2 separate regions of the Rattus norvegicus genome follow, and region 1 is linked to region 2. Evidence: chromatin contacts called from public Hi-C data. All regions are on one chromosome and are shown on one strand. The core of a region is the stretch at or near the end of the contact, and the rest is flanking DNA. Distances in the headings are between cores, read along the strand shown.

Evidence for each region. Hi-C and Micro-C count contacts between places; a contact is called where the count stands out from the background.
Region 1: a Hi-C map of liver shows a contact between it and region 2, with 5 times the contacts expected there. The contact joins two enhancer-like sites. A contact is called at or near these places in 4 of 12 Hi-C or Micro-C datasets (kidney, liver and mammary epithelial cells).

Annotation. Positions count from the first base shown.
Region 1 is chr10:16,488,713-16,495,981 of GRCr8, forward strand. It overlaps LOC134480659 (a long non-coding RNA gene), which reads left to right. Exons shown (of 2, transcript XR_010055310.1): 1 at 1-3,459; 2 at 6,103-6,199. Among named protein-coding and RNA genes, the nearest start is that of Bod1, 5.6 kb to the right of the region's middle. Within about 2 kb of position 3,144, at least 66 of the 93 cell types and tissues checked have an H3K27ac peak or open chromatin away from gene starts, as enhancers often do. A contact at or near this core is called in liver, where this site is marked.
Region 2 is chr10:16,340,964-16,348,679 of GRCr8, forward strand. No RefSeq gene overlaps it. Among named protein-coding and RNA genes, the nearest start is that of Cpeb4, 61 kb to the left of the region's middle. Within about 2 kb of position 2,193, at least 61 of the 93 cell types and tissues checked have an H3K27ac peak or open chromatin away from gene starts, as enhancers often do. A contact at or near this core is called in liver, where this site is marked.

The DNA.
Region 1 (7,269 bases), core at 1,894-4,393, 150 kb after region 2:
TCCTCCTGCACCATGCCTGCTTGAATGCTGCCATGCTCCCACCTTGATGATAATGGACTGAACCTCTGAACCTGTAAGCCAGCCCCAATTAAATGCTATCCTTATAAGAGCTGCTTTGGTCGGATGTCTGTTCACAGCAGTAAAACCCTGACTTAGACAACTATACCACTCTCCCTTTTGGGACAAGCTCTCTGTGCACAGGGCAGTGTGTGGCAGGCACACTGAGTAAGTTTGTGGTTGGTTACACACACTTGAGTGTAGAGCTCACAGCTACCCAGGGACCAATCATTACCAAGTCAAGTTTTGTGGGAGACTAAGCTCTGACGGTATGACTTTATATGCAAGGTCTTGCTGTACCTACCAGGCAAACCCTGAGAAGTCACAGGACAATTGTATACTTAAAGGAGGCCACTCAGACAGGCTAAGCAATGTGGGCAAGGCCCTAGAGGAGACAGGGTGACCAGAGTACAGGATGCTCTCTTCTCCCCGAGCATATGGTTTAGCCTGTTCTCTTCCAGCTCAAAGATGAATGAATGAATGAATGAATGAATGAATGAATGAATTCTGTTGGTCCTCTAGTAAGTGTGGGTTCTAAGGTCAAAGGCTAGGACCCTAAGAGCCATAGGCTGAGGCTAGAGAGGTGGCTCAGTGGTTAAGAGTGCTGGCTGTCCTTCCAAAGGTCCTGTGTTCAATTCCCAGCAACCACAGTCACATATAATGGGATCTGATGCCCTTTTCTGGCCTGCAGGGCCATATACATTAAATAAATAAATAAGCAAATAAATATTAGCCACCGGCCAAGCCCTTCTATAGCTTAGGGACATCCACACCACCGTGTTCAGGATCACAAAGGAACAGACCACCATTTCAATTAACTGTTTGGACAAGGTAAGCTTTAATGCTTAGCTTAGTTTTCTTTTCTTTTTCGTTTGAAACAGGGTCTCACTATGTAGCCCTGGCTATTTGAAACAGGGTCTCACTATGTAGCCCTGGCTATCCTAGAACTCACTATGTAGACCATGCTGGCCTCACACTCACAGGGATCTGTCTGCCTCTGCCTCCTGAGTGCTGCGATTAAATTGTATTGGCTGGATGATGTCATCACAAAAGAGGCATCTGGGAAATGGAGGAGGAAGGGGGAGGAGTCACTGCTCCCAGGAGAAAAAGGTCACTGCTCCAGGCCATCAAATTCAAATTCCTAGAAGAGAGCAATGGGCCTTTTCCTGGGAGGGGAGGATACAGACCTTGGCAAGTTTTACAAGGTAGGGGAAACAAAAAACAAAAACAAAAACAAAAACCTCAGTTCCTTGTCCCAAACACGTTTTATAGTATTTGATAGGAAAGATTATATTTGATATTTTTTAACACCACAACACTTTTCCAGAAAGTTTCTTCTTAGGGATAATTAAAATTCTCCAATTTAGAGATTTTTTAAAGCTCCTGGGTTATGCATTTGGGGTAGACCTAAGGCCAGTCAGTGAGATGACCTCCTAGCTTGGAGTCACTTCCTCTCCCCAATTCCAACTCTCCAACCTTGCAGGCCATGGGGTCTGGGCGCTAATGTGGGATCATGTGCTCGCTCGGCAGTTTGAGTACACCGGAAATTTCCATCTTAAGTCCGGAGTGCGTGCTCTCTGATCCCATTGTCAGGCCGGTGGCATTCCAGCCCTCAGGAAGGAGCCCCCTCTTCCAGATTTCTCTGTCACAAGATTCGTTAAGTAGCTTTTAAATTTCATTGCCAAGGGTTGTCAGGACAATGCAGAGAAAATTGCCAACGATTCTGAAAACAGCCCATGAATCTGGGGCAGAGCTGGCGAGAACAAGGGAGCGCCACCGAGGGGGTGGGGCGTTGGCAGCCACTTAGATGAGAAAGTTCTGGGCTTCCAAACTTCTTTGGTTGGGATCCGTGTTACTTTAAAGGATCAACTCAGCAGCGGGGTTAGGTGGGGGTGGGGTGCCTTTCTCAGGAGGGAATGAGGATCCATAATGTGTGTGGGGGAAGGGTGTTGGGGAGGAGGTCAGTTCATTGACCCATTTTCAGTTCAGTATGGCAAACTTGGATTACAATATGGTTCCACCACAGGGGAGCAGCCTGGCTGCCGCATAAAAACCAATCCCGGACTCCAGTGTAACTGCAGGTGAACAGCCGCCCCGCCTTCCTGCTCTTCGTGAGCCAATCCCAGACTCCAGTGTGACAGCCAGTGAGCAACCGCCCCACACCCCCGCACTTTGTGAGCCAATCCCAAACTCCAGTGTGACTGCAGGTGAGCAGCCGCCCTGCCCTCCCGCTCTTTGTGAGCCAAATAAAAGCAGTTTCTTCCCCATTTCAGCTTCTTCCATGCTCCTCTGAGTCTTCACCAAGACACACATGATCCGAACTACGAAGACTTCTCTGTGGCCTTCAAGGAGGTAAACGACCGGAACACATTAGGTTTTGTTCATCGTGAGTTGTCATGCCAACTGTTCTTTTCCAGTTGGGTATACCCCCAGAAGTTACCACTTACACCATTGTACACCTCTCCGCACAATTTCAGTAGACATCAACCCGTTCCAATCCCAAAAACTTAAATAAAGAAATTGCAGAAATAAATGAGCCATGTTCTGAGCAGACCGGTGAAACTCTGCAGTGACCATTCTATCTCAGCTGGAAAAAGATTCTTCCATCAGACCAATGTCTCCAGGTAGCGGGCACTGCACTGCCCACCCAGCTAGCCGCTCTCACAGCTATCAGGTCCACTGTATGATATGTTGCTTGTGTTGCAGGGACCAAGGCTTAATGGTAAGGAGCTGGCTGTTCAGATGTGCCAAAGGGAAGCTGGAAAGCGTTTAACAAGGAGAGAGACTGCCTGGTAAGGGTGCTGAGATCTATAAATTAAATACCACAGACTTGTTATGTAGGGCTCGGGAGTAGCCGTAATTTCTGGTGTTCTCTAGGGGTCTTGGATAATGGCGCCTGGGGTATTAATAACGTGGTAGATTTGTGCTGCGGCTTTGTTTTATGGTTCCTATTATTCGCCAATTTTACAATTTTTGTTAAAGGAAGCTCATGTGTGCAAAGGCTGAGCAGACCTCTGCGCTATCGCGCAGAGCTGAATATGCATTGCGACTCCAGGAGAAGAGTCCCAGAGTGGGTGGGAACCATCTCAGATTGACAGTTCCTTCCTCCACTCCTGCTTCACCGCAGCGTCTGGTCAGCCTCAGGTTAATGCAGCTGTCTAAGGCTTCTAAGGCTCTTGGCCACATCCATGTAAACGGGCTGCGGGTGACTCAAGGTGAAAGGGAACTTACTGAAAGCACACAGTGGCTCCCAGAATGGATGGAGAGGCTGGATGACTAGGAAGAGCGCTGGAATAGAAGCAAAGCGGGATCTCTTCACAGACCCACACCAGCAACGCTATGCCACTGTAGCTGTGACGCTGGCCCCAGCCACGCACCAGAACTGCAAAGGCTGCTGGGAAAGTGAGTATCTGGCGTTTCCGCCATCTGTAGGAAGGCTCTGCCTCTCTCTAAGGTTAGAGAATTCCTCCCAAATTGGAAGGATGTTGAAAAATCAGGCAACTAAATAGAAGACAACTGTCAATCAGGTTGGGATGGGTAATGCAATTGTAACTAAACCAACCAACCAACCAACCACACCAACAGACAGAAGCTCGGTGGCTTGAAACCTACAGAAATTCTAGCCTGTTCCCTCAGTGTGTCAGGGACAGCTGAGGGCTCATTTCAAGGTTGTCCTTAATGAAGAGGCTCAGGCTGATTGACCGATGTGCACCATCACTTGTGACTAAGAGCACTGCACAGACAATCCTAATTAGAAGGTGCTGGGACGCCGGAGGGAGGCGGGAGGGGAGAACTGCCAATCTGTGCACAATCCTGCGTGCAATCAAGGGTTCTTACCTAGAAGTAACACATATCACCTAGCCAGAAGCAGCTGTGCAGGCCTGCTTTGGGGTGAGTAAGTGCATGCTGCCTCGGGTCGACCAGCAAGCCGGAACTAGCAGCTAGGCTGGGTCGAGGTGGTGTGTGACCACATAGAATATGCTGTCTAAGGTTACCTGGCAAGGTGTAGCTAGCAGGAAAAGCCACTGGAATTAGGACAAGAGTTGGGTTTTATGTTCCCGTTGAGGCTCTGGAACCCATAACTCAGTATCTGCAAGCCAAGAAAACACCTGCCTGCATTGAGCCAGCCTCAGAGCAAACTCCATATGGCAGAAACAGCAATGTGGATGCCAACAAGAACTTATAGAGCCAGAACTGAGTCCAGCCTCCAGAGCGCACGCAGGCGGCCTTGCTTTTACCACAGGCACCCTCGTCACACATGGTCTCCTACAGAAACACTTTATTCAGGACCACTAGGTTCCCTCTGCAAAAACCCTTCTGCTTGCAGCTGCCTGAGGAGCAGTGGGGGTCTGGGATGTGGAGTATCTTCAGGCCTTTGGGGCAGAATAGTGAGCTATGACACACTCTATTCTTTTTTTCCATTAATGTATTTATTCACGTTACACCACACTTTATTCTTTATAACTCCCCTAGCCTAAGGTATTTTGTTACAGTGGCAGCACGTTAGGACAGTGCATGTGGACAGGACACTGAGTGAGGATCTGTTTACCCTTTGGGGAGCCTCACACCCACAGGACACTCCTGGTCTTGTGTCTTTCCTTCAGATTTTAATGTTGACACTTTTTAAATGCCTGAATGTGACAAATGACACATCTTGCCCAGTGACCAAAGGACTAAAAGCCAAAGTTTCGAAACATCAACACCCTATCCAGAAAGGTCCCTAATAATTTTGGAGATAAATGGAGTCCACAGGAGAGACTCATTTCCTCCCAATGTGCGTTTGTTAATTTGTCCTAAATAATATGAACTCAATTTCTAACAGTCTTCTCGAGCAAAAAGTTTAAAGACTACATTTCCCAGCCTGCCTTGCAGCCTCCCTGAGTCAGGACACTCAAGCAGCCATCTTAGATGACAGAGAACAGAAGGCTGCTGGTCAGCTCAGGACTACTAGCCTCCAGACTCTCTGAGCCAAAGCCAAACTGTTCTGTTTGGTTGGCTCGTGTGTTGTGGTTGTCAGCTGAAGACATGCCATGACCTGCTTTCTTGAAGACAGTTACTCTCCCGTGTTTACACTCCACTGGTAAAGGATAACTTCTGTGTTGCTGTAACCAGCCTGCCAGAGTTAAAAAATATCCTAGAGATGCTTGTGTCCCTCAGTCTGGCTACCAGACTATTGAAACAGCGAACCCCAAAGAAATAGGAATAGCTTCAGGAATCTCATGGTGGGAGAAGAAAAAGTCCTACCAAGATAACCCAATTCTCCCCTTGGAGCTCTCTCCTAGTCCAGCCTCTTAGACCAGTTCAGTGATACACCATAGACAAATCCCTCAACTGCACCCACCTATTCCAATTATTGGCATTTGGGCATTATCCAAACTCTTTTTTTTTTTTTTCCTTTTCTTTTTTTCGGAGCTGGGGACCGAACCCAGGGCCTTGCGCTTGCTAGGCAAGTGCTCTACCGCTGAGCCAAATCCCCAACCCCTATCCAAACTCTTTTGTCTTACATTTAAAGGAGCAAATTTCCCATCCACTTGCTCAGTCTTTGTCCCTCCATCCCATTTACTGGGAGCTTCTACCAACCAGGCCATTATGGTGCTTGGCGTGCAGTTCCTGCTTAGTGGACTTTGAGGCTAGTGGGGAAGGTGGAGGTCAATCCAAGAACCCCCTAACTCAAGTGTAAGTCCGGGATGGCAACATGTTATTACACGTGTGCTAAGGATCCGGAATATTGCTAAAAGGAATACCAGGACTGCTGAGCCTCTGGACTATCCTAGAGAATTGGCCCTGCTGATTTGTACTGGCTGGTTTTGTGTGTCAATTTGACACAAGCTGGAATTATCACAGAGAAATGATCCTTCCTTGAGGAAATGCCCCCATGAGACCCAGCTGTAAGGCATTTTCTCAACTAGTGATCAAAGAAGAGGATCCATTGTGGGTGGTGTTGTCCCTGGGCTGGTAGTCATGGGTTCTATAAGAGAGCAAGCTGAGCAAACCAGGGGAAGCAAGCCAGTAATTATCATCCCTCCATGGCCTCTGCATCATCAGCTCCTGCTTCCTGACCTGCTTGAGTTCCAGTCCTGACTCCCTTTGGTGATGAACAGCAATGTGGAAGTGTAAGCTGAATAAACCCTTTCCTCCCCGACTTGCTTCTTGGTCACTATGTTTGTGCATGAATAGAAGTGCTGGCTAAGACACAGTTTCCCAAAGACCTATCACCACGAGATGATGTTAACATCCAATCTAGCTCTCTGATATGAAAAGCCCATGGATTCTCTATTCTTTCACACAGTTCTGCAAAAACCACCAATCCCATTTTCTGGTTTCTGCAAGGTCTAGACTTAGGCGTGTGCAGGTTCCACCTCCTCGCAGGCTTTAATGTAAATATCCTAAATTCTAATATGCATAGGTTCACTGAGTTTTGGGCAGCTAGTCAGAAAAGGATTTTGTCTGTTTTCATGTAGTCAAAAAAAGGGATTTTGTCTGTTTTCATGCTGGAGATTGGACCCAGGACCCTGCACATACAGACTAGGTCTGCATCATGCCTAAATCTCTATCCCTGAAAAGCTTTAATACTAAGACTCACCAGCAGTTATCTAAAGGACACCAGAAACTAGATTACTGCCTAGACCCAAGTTAAAAACAGTACTGCCTGGTTCAAAATGCTCGGAGCTATAAATGCAGCAAGGGCGCCCCCTGATGGCAATTATTGTACATTGCATAGCTTGTGGTGCCATTTTTGGATCCCTTAGCAAGGCTTAAATAATAATAATAATAATAATAATAATAATAATAATAATAATAACCACCTCCCATATTTTTATCTATTTCGTCCTTAGTCTCAATCCTCAATGTGCCAAGTTTATAGCAGTTACAAAAGCAAGCGTACAGGACTTCAGGAACTGCACCCTGTCATGGGCCAGAGTTCCAGGAGCCAACACACAGGACCCAATGTTGGTGTTGGACCCTGTAAACCTGGGTTCCTCATTACTTTCCTATTAGGTCGTGGCAGATCACCTCAGTGTTAACTGCCATACCAGGACTTCCTGAAGATGATGATTATGGTGGTTTGAAAGAAAATGGTCCCATAGACTCATAGGGAATGGCAGGATTAGGAGGTGGGACCTTGTTGGAGTAGGTATGGCTTTGTTGGAGGAAGTGTGTCACTGGAGGTGGGCCTTGAGGTCTCAGATGCTCAAGCCAGGCCTATTCTCT
Region 2 (7,716 bases), core at 943-3,442:
TCTGAGAGCTGGGACTGACCCCCCAGAACACCCATTCCAAATCTGGTTGGCTCCACAGCTGTGTTGGATGGCAGGGTGCCATGGTAACCACAGCGGTTCTTTGGCTAAGTCACCTGTCATTGAAACAGCTCATGCAAACCGAGCTGTGAAAATGGAGCAGCCACCTGCTCTATTCACCTGCCACTTAGGGCTTCACCCTCTGCCCTTCCTTGGGAGAACAGAAGTAGAACATCCAGGAGAAATCAGGGATTTAACATAGATTTTTTTTGAGGAGCACATGCACTGCTGGAGGCATAATCATGTTCATCAATGGAAAATGCTCAAAACAGGCTCCCTGGCTACCCATGGTCACGTGACCTGCTCTGATATTTTTTTTTTTTTTTACCAGGGTGGGGAACACAGCCACGGTGCTGAGTTAGCCTGGCTCTTGAGCCTGACCAATAGAAACTCCCCCACCCTCACATGTCTCTATGTTCAGGGTTTGGGCAAACTGGTGTTTTCACACTGGGGGGCTAGCTCCATTTGTCTGGCCACTTTTCTGGCTACAGTGTTGGGCACTGTGCCTTTACAACAAGGCTCTCGGGCCTGAGCACTCTGCCTCAGCACTCAGAGGCAGAGGCAGGAGGATCTCTGCGTTTGAAGCTAGCTAGGGCTACACAAAGACCCAAACAATAATATTATTTTTTTTTAAAAAAATGGAATAAGATTGTAGGGCTCCAGCAAATGTAGGAAGTGAGAAAATTCGTATGCTGTCTTGGAGTAAGTAACTGAGCCTCTGGAGTTGGGGAAAACAGAATGGGTACCCAATTTTCCGTTTCTCCTTCAAACTTCCCTAAGTTTGAACGCCCTAGGAGGATGGGCATTCAGAACCCTCATCGAGGCAATTTTGTCGGAAAGTTTGGTCTCGTTTTCTGAAGCTAAAGCTAGATAGATGCTTTGTTCAGTGCACAGCATGTTCAGCTGACTTCATGGGGCGGCTGGGAAACAAGGGGGCGTTTTGGACCTGTTTCCCCACCTGTGGCATAAGCCTTAGTATGCTTTGAGCTAGAACGTCTAAATAGCTGAATTTTTGTTGAAGATTTTATCGAGGCTCTCTTCACCTTTCTTTTTCTCCTCACTGCCTTTTACCAAGTACAATCTGCCCTGCGCATCCCCTGCACAGTTGCCCAGCCTGCTAGAAATGTCTCCCTGGCCGCATCCCATGTTAGCCAGGTCAGATGCAGGGGTGCGCCCAGCAGTGTGTGACAAGCCTTGGTGGAGAGAGAGAAGACTGTGGTCATCAGACACAAAGGCAAGGATATCGCAAGCCCTCCCCGTTCCTCACGCCATACAAGAAGCAGCCCCCACTGATGGCAATGGGTCCTGTGAAAACAGCAGAGCTAACCCCACACTGTGAAAGAGGAACCCAAGTGGGGCCAGCCACAGAGCTGGAAGACTGTCTCGAAACCACTCAAGGTCTTCAGAGGATTCTAGAACACAAGCGGCAGCTGCTTACCCATTCAGTTCCATCTCATCTTCAGCCCTACTGAAGGCTGACAGCTCACTCTTGAAAACCCACCGCTCTGCTCTTGCTTTCCGGGGGATTCCTGCATGCGTTTATTGTATCTCCCCATTCCAGATGGGCTCCTAACCCATGCCAGGCCCTAGCTGGGCACTGGGGCTAACAAGGTAACTAAGAATTGATTGCCACTTGCAGGAAGTTCATGCAATAGTCACCTGGGGCCTCGGGGAGAGTTGCAGTGAGACAGGGAGAGTCTTGATAAGGTGAGCAGAGGCCCTTGGAATCCTTGGGAACCTGGTGGGAGTGAACTGCCTTGGTAGACAGGGGCATGCTGGGATTTTTCCGGGTTGCAGCAATGGCGGCTCAACTGCTCCTTTCCCCCATTGCCGTTTCTTCATTGTTGACTTCCATGGACACCAGCCACATTCTCGATATGTGCTCGAATTCTACTGTGGTGTCATTTCCTTCTAATCAGCTGAGCTCTGATAGGCACGTGGCGGGGGGAGGGGTGATTCCCTGAGTCACCTCTGAAGGACGATGATGTCAGGATGCTTTGGGGAACAGAAATGGGTGGCACATGATTGTGCAGGGAATGCTAGCCGTGGAGCCTCCGTGTCTACACGGGCCTCTCGCCCCTTGAGCAGCTCAGTGTTGGATCTGTTAGGAATGTCTTTGGCTGCAGGTAGCTGATGCATAACCTCATTTATAGCCAGAGTCTAGAGCAGGCAGCTGGTAGCCTTGCTTCAGAGGCTTGCAAATGCCAGGCCGCTGACTCAGATTCCCTTGGCCTCTTTCCTCATATTTATCTCTCAGAGTCACATGATACCAGCCAGGGCAGCCCGGTGGCATGAGTAACCATCATTGCTACTCAGGAGGGTGAGGCTGAAGGATAACATGTTCAAAGTCAGCCTGGGCTACAGGGCAAGACTAGCCAGAGCAGATCGGTGAGACCCTGTCTCAGAATAAAAAGCACGAGTACTGGGCTAGGCATGAGGCTGGTGGGTAGAGTGCTGCCTGGGTTTGTAAGGTTCCTGGCAAACAGCAAAGCCTTCAGCGCCCATGTAGTGCCTGTTCCAGGCAGGTTGAAGGCGAGTGTGTTACCAGAGCAGGGCCAGTCAGTTTCCAAAATGAGGTAAACAAAAACTTCCCCGGAAGCTCTCACAGCACACTTTGTCTTAAGCCCCACTGGTCGAAGCTGAATCACATCACCTTAAGGGATTGTTAGAGGAAATATCAGTGGCAGGCAATTACCTCCAACTCGCAGATCCACTAGCAAAGCTGGGCCTGCCGCTGTTGCTAGGGAACAGCAGCTGTGACAACAGCACAAAGCCAACTCTGGGCATTGCACCCACCAGCACCACCTCCAGTATTGTCACTGGCTAGCCCACACCTGTGCTGGACGCCGCTGTGGTATTTCCTTGTCCATGTGGCAGATGGTCCCAGGTACTTGAGTAGTTTTGCTATGCTGTGCCGTGCTACTCTGACCACGGAAGAAGGTTGTGAAATCAAATGGCCCAATAACGCTGGCTCCAGAATGGGCAAAGAGAGAGGTGGCTGGAGGCCGTATACTGCTGGAGCCCTGCCACGCCTGCCTCAGGACACAGAGCGATGGGCGTGTCCAGGAAAAAGCAACCGTGACACAGCCCTTGGTGGGTTCTACAGGATATGACCTCAGGGTTCCCAGTCTACCCCACAGCAGTTCGGGACTGGATCTGAGCTTTATTCTCCACCAAGAATGTTCATGAACAGAGTGGCTTTAATTGACGAGGCGGGGGTTGGGGGGAGTAGAGGAGGAGGAACCACTTCCCTGTACACACCCGCCCACCATCTTGCTTCCTCTTAAGTCATCTCTTTCCCATCTCTGTTGCTTCCTCCCTCCTTCCCAAATCCCCAGGGATTCCATATTCTTTCCGCTCTGTGATGCAAACATTGCTATGGTTCAGGTGTGATCAGACTGTACCCCAAGGGTTCTTGCATTAAAAGCCTGACCCCCAACATGAGGACATTAAGAGGCAGGGGGAGGGGGAGGGGTGGGTTGTCAGAATTAAGCAAGGTAGTTTTGTGGTGTTTTGATAGTTCTTGTGAGAGTGACTTGTCCCTCCCTGTGCTGTCTTCCTGTCCATCCTGTGGGTCTCCTAGCTGTCACAATGATAGGACATACCAGAGAGGCTGTTGTCAGAGCTGTGTCACTCAGACTTTCAGCCTCTACACTGTGGACTAAACGAGCCTCTCTTCTTTATAGCCAGATTCCATTATTTCCTCGTCGTAGTGGTAAATGGACATGGGTAGCCTACAGTAGCAGCTGTTTTAAGGTGGATGGAAATCGAGGTCATGATTCTGCTACATTCTTCATGTTGTGGACTCCCTGGTGTAGTCTGGTAGCCAGACTGGGTCTGCCCAAGGGTGGTTGGTGACATCTGGCTCTGGTGCACAATGTGGCCACCCATTGCTGAAATTCACAGTTCACAAATCTACTCACACTAGCCTTTCTCAGGCACTCAGTGTTCCACGATGGAGCCCGAGGAACTGCAGATCTCTCTCATGTTGTGCACCATCGCTCTCGTTGGCCTCTTCCTCCTGCAAAGGCTGTGCTATAGTCCCTACACCATGGTCTTGGGCAGCTGGCACCAGCTTCCCTTTCTGCCCTGCCAGGGCCATGTTCTCTGCCTCTCCCTGATGCTTCTGCCTTGCCCCCTTCCAGGGTCCCCACCCCTAGAGCTGGAAAAGCCAGATCCTGTGAGGCTGGCTGCCCTTGTCATCCTGCTGTCATCTTCTCTGAATAGCAGTCATGAGGTGGGGGGTTGGGGCACACAAGAAAAGCAGAGCCTTTTCCCTCACCTCCCCTAGCCCAGTACTTCCCCCAGGTCGACTCTCTCCCTCTGTCCTGGGGTGAGCTTCCACGGATGCTGTGGTTTGAATGTGTCTGTGTCCCTCACCCCACCCTTGCCCCACAGCACACACATTCACAGGTGCCACCTGTGAGATGACTGGGATTAGGTGAGGTCATGAGGGTGGACCCATGATGATACAGTGCAGGAAGACACACCTGGGTTGACATACCTGTCTGATTTCTGTTACGGCACCAGGAGGGCTCCCTACATGTTAAGCAGGTGCTGGTGCTGGTCTCTTAGACTTGCAACCTCGAGAAGCACAAATCGAACAAACTTTTTTTCTTTATAAATGGCCCAGTCTCGGGGATTTTTCTCACATCAACAAGAAATGCGCTAGGACAATAGATTATAGCCAAATGACAGCAACAAATCAACAAACCTAATCGGGCCACTCTGCGGTGGAAGACCAACAAATACTGGTATGGTGTTAGTAAAGAATTCCTGCTAACAGAGGCCATCCTTCTGAAAAAAGAAAACTGTTTTTAAAAAAACAATGACTTTCCCTGCTCATGTTCAGTGGCAATCATTACTCTCTAAACTGCCTGTGCAGTTAGCTGTGTACAAGGTAAAAACACAACACCATAGCCACACTTGGTGTCTGCTTGTAGGTGTGGTATTTCAGGCCACGCCTCAGCGGTTTCCGGGAAGGTAAGCTTCCTTCTCCCCTCCTGCCTGGTGGCTGGCCTCTCCCCATCAGATAACACATCGGAATAAGAGTGAAGTTCTACTTTGGCCCATCCTGACAAACTACCTCAAGTCGTAACACCTGGTGTGTGAACCCATTGACAAGAACTTCGAAGGGAGCTGCCGAGAGTGCTCATAACCCTTGACCCAGGCTCGATGACCCGGAAGTAATTCCGGAGAGGAAGAACCGTCAGGTGTCTGTTTGTTCTTGTGATGCCTGTGATTGCTCCAAATTGATAACTGAGAAATCAAATGATGGGGAAGGGTTGCACAACACCCAGAAGCCAGATGATGTCACGCAGCCATCATTGAGTGATGAGAAAATCAGGCAGTCTCAAGCATAGGGGGTGCTTGGAATGTGATGCTGGGTTCTAAAGGTGGAGAGTAGCAACTCTTCCTTTTACAAGTTCTCCAAAACTTCCTTGACTTCTGTCAGTCAGATCCCATCCATCTGCCTTCCGGATCCAGGCCCATTCAGGCCTCACAGCTGCTGGTCATGTACACAGCACTCAGTGGTGGACATGTCCACACCTGGCTCTGTCCACGTTTGTTCCCTGCTGCCGGACACTTCATAAAGACTTGCTGAATTCAGGAGTCAAGGAGCTACTGTTCGCTGAACACCCACTAGAAAGCCACAGTTGTGAACCAGCGTAACTCTGTACGTATTATTTTAATTTATTTCATCCTGAAATAATTCATGCAATCAATACTATTGTTGCTCTGCTCCTAGTCAGGAAAGCTGGAGCTCAGAGGGTCTGTCAGAGGTTCAAGTCTGCCTAAGTTCTTGCACTTGTTAAAGGGGAGAGAGGAGACAGTATCTGAATCCAAGTCTGATCGAGTCGAATTGCTTTATTTCAAGCTGTCTCTCGCATGCTTTTTCCTTCCCTCCTCCCTCCCTCCCTCCCTCCCTCCCTCCGTCCGTGTGTGTGAGTGTGTGGCAATACTGAGATGGAGAAAATGTGACAAAAAAAAAAAACCCTCGATATTTTTCTCTTGAGCAAGGAGGCAGATTTTCCCCTTTTGTATTTAAAGTGTTTGTATTTAAGCGTTAAAGTATGCTGCAAAGAGAGATGATATCTAGCTAGGTGCCAAGGCTTTGTGAGATTCCCAGTAGCACTAAGTGTCCTAAAGGAAGAGAAGCCATGTTGGTCATTGTGGTGGTTTGAATAGGTTTGACCCCCTAGACTCATGTGTTTGAATGCTTGGCCACAGGGAGTGGCACCCCTTGGAGATGTGGCCTTGTTGGAATGGGTGTGACTTTGTTGGAGGAAGTGTGTCACTGTGGAGGTGGGCTTTGCGGTCTCCTATGCTCAAGCTCTGCCCAGTGTAGAATCAGAGTCTCCTGGCTGCCTTCAAAATGCAGAACTCTCTCAGCCCCTTCTCCAGCACCACGCCTCCCTGCACACTGCCGCCGTGATGACAAGGGACTGAACCTCCCAAACTGTAAGCCCACTCCATCAAATGTTTGCTTTTATAAGACTTGCCTTGGTCGTGTTGTCCCTTCACAACAACGTAACCGTAACTAGGACAGTCATTTAATCTCCTTTCTATCTTCTCGTCAGGGCTCAAGAGGACATTCCGTCCCAAGACGTGCTCATGAGCAAAGCTTGCCTACATTACAGGAAGCAGCTGCTGTAAGCCAAGCGTGCTGTAGACCTAGCCCTTTGCGCTGCCGCTCTCACAGGCAGGCGACTTAAGTCCCTAATGCCTATGGGAAGCTGGGCTGTGCCGTCTGGAGCTGGCTGAGGCGAGGCACGTGAGCTCAAGTGGAGCAAGTGCAGGGCCACTGTCATTATGGAAATCATGACTCTGAAGGCTAGTGCTGCGTCTAAATGGGTTGGAATGAAATGCAAAGAACACATCCATCACTTGGGTCCCCCCTGCCTCTCATTACTGTACTTGCTACCCTGCCTATGTATTATGAATTAATATAGTTAATAAATCCTGTAATTATCTTGTGAACGGTACACAATTCCATGGCTTTTTTGTTTTTAGTATTGAAAACAAGAATTTGAAAAATGTAAATGTTTTTAAATTGGTTTTGATTTTCCAAAACTTTGCTTAAACATGTTTTTTTCTGGTTTAAAAATAAAACTCAATCTTTTAAAGAAATTCTCAAAACTTGAAGAACCCCAGACCCTTCAGAGCTTGAGAAATGGAGACCCGGGCCCCAAGCTTACCCAGAACACACGGAGTGGATCCTACTCTTCACACAGAAAATCAAATAGAAAGAGGAAATCTGAAGAGAAGACAGAAAAAACACAGCCTTGTTCCAAAGGCAGTGGGGACTTCTATTTTAAAACCTGCTCTTCCCTAAAACCCACAGAAATGATCATGGGATAGAAGTGGGGATACATTTACAATGACAAAGAGCATGGGGGCGTAGCCATGTCAGGTAATGTCTGTAAAAGGGGGAAGCCGATGGCTGAATAGTAAGGTGTTTGCTGACTGGCGGAAGCAGTCACCTAGTCTCTAAGAGAAAAGCCAGAGTTGTCCAGAATTTGGTAGGAGTGGCAGTGGTTGAGAGGTGGGGTAGGAGTAGGAGACAGCAGGGAAGGCAGAAGGAGCTGGAGGTGACAGCAGCAGCAGCCACACTGCATCACAGTCACCACTGTAGCAGCAACAGCCACACTGCATCAC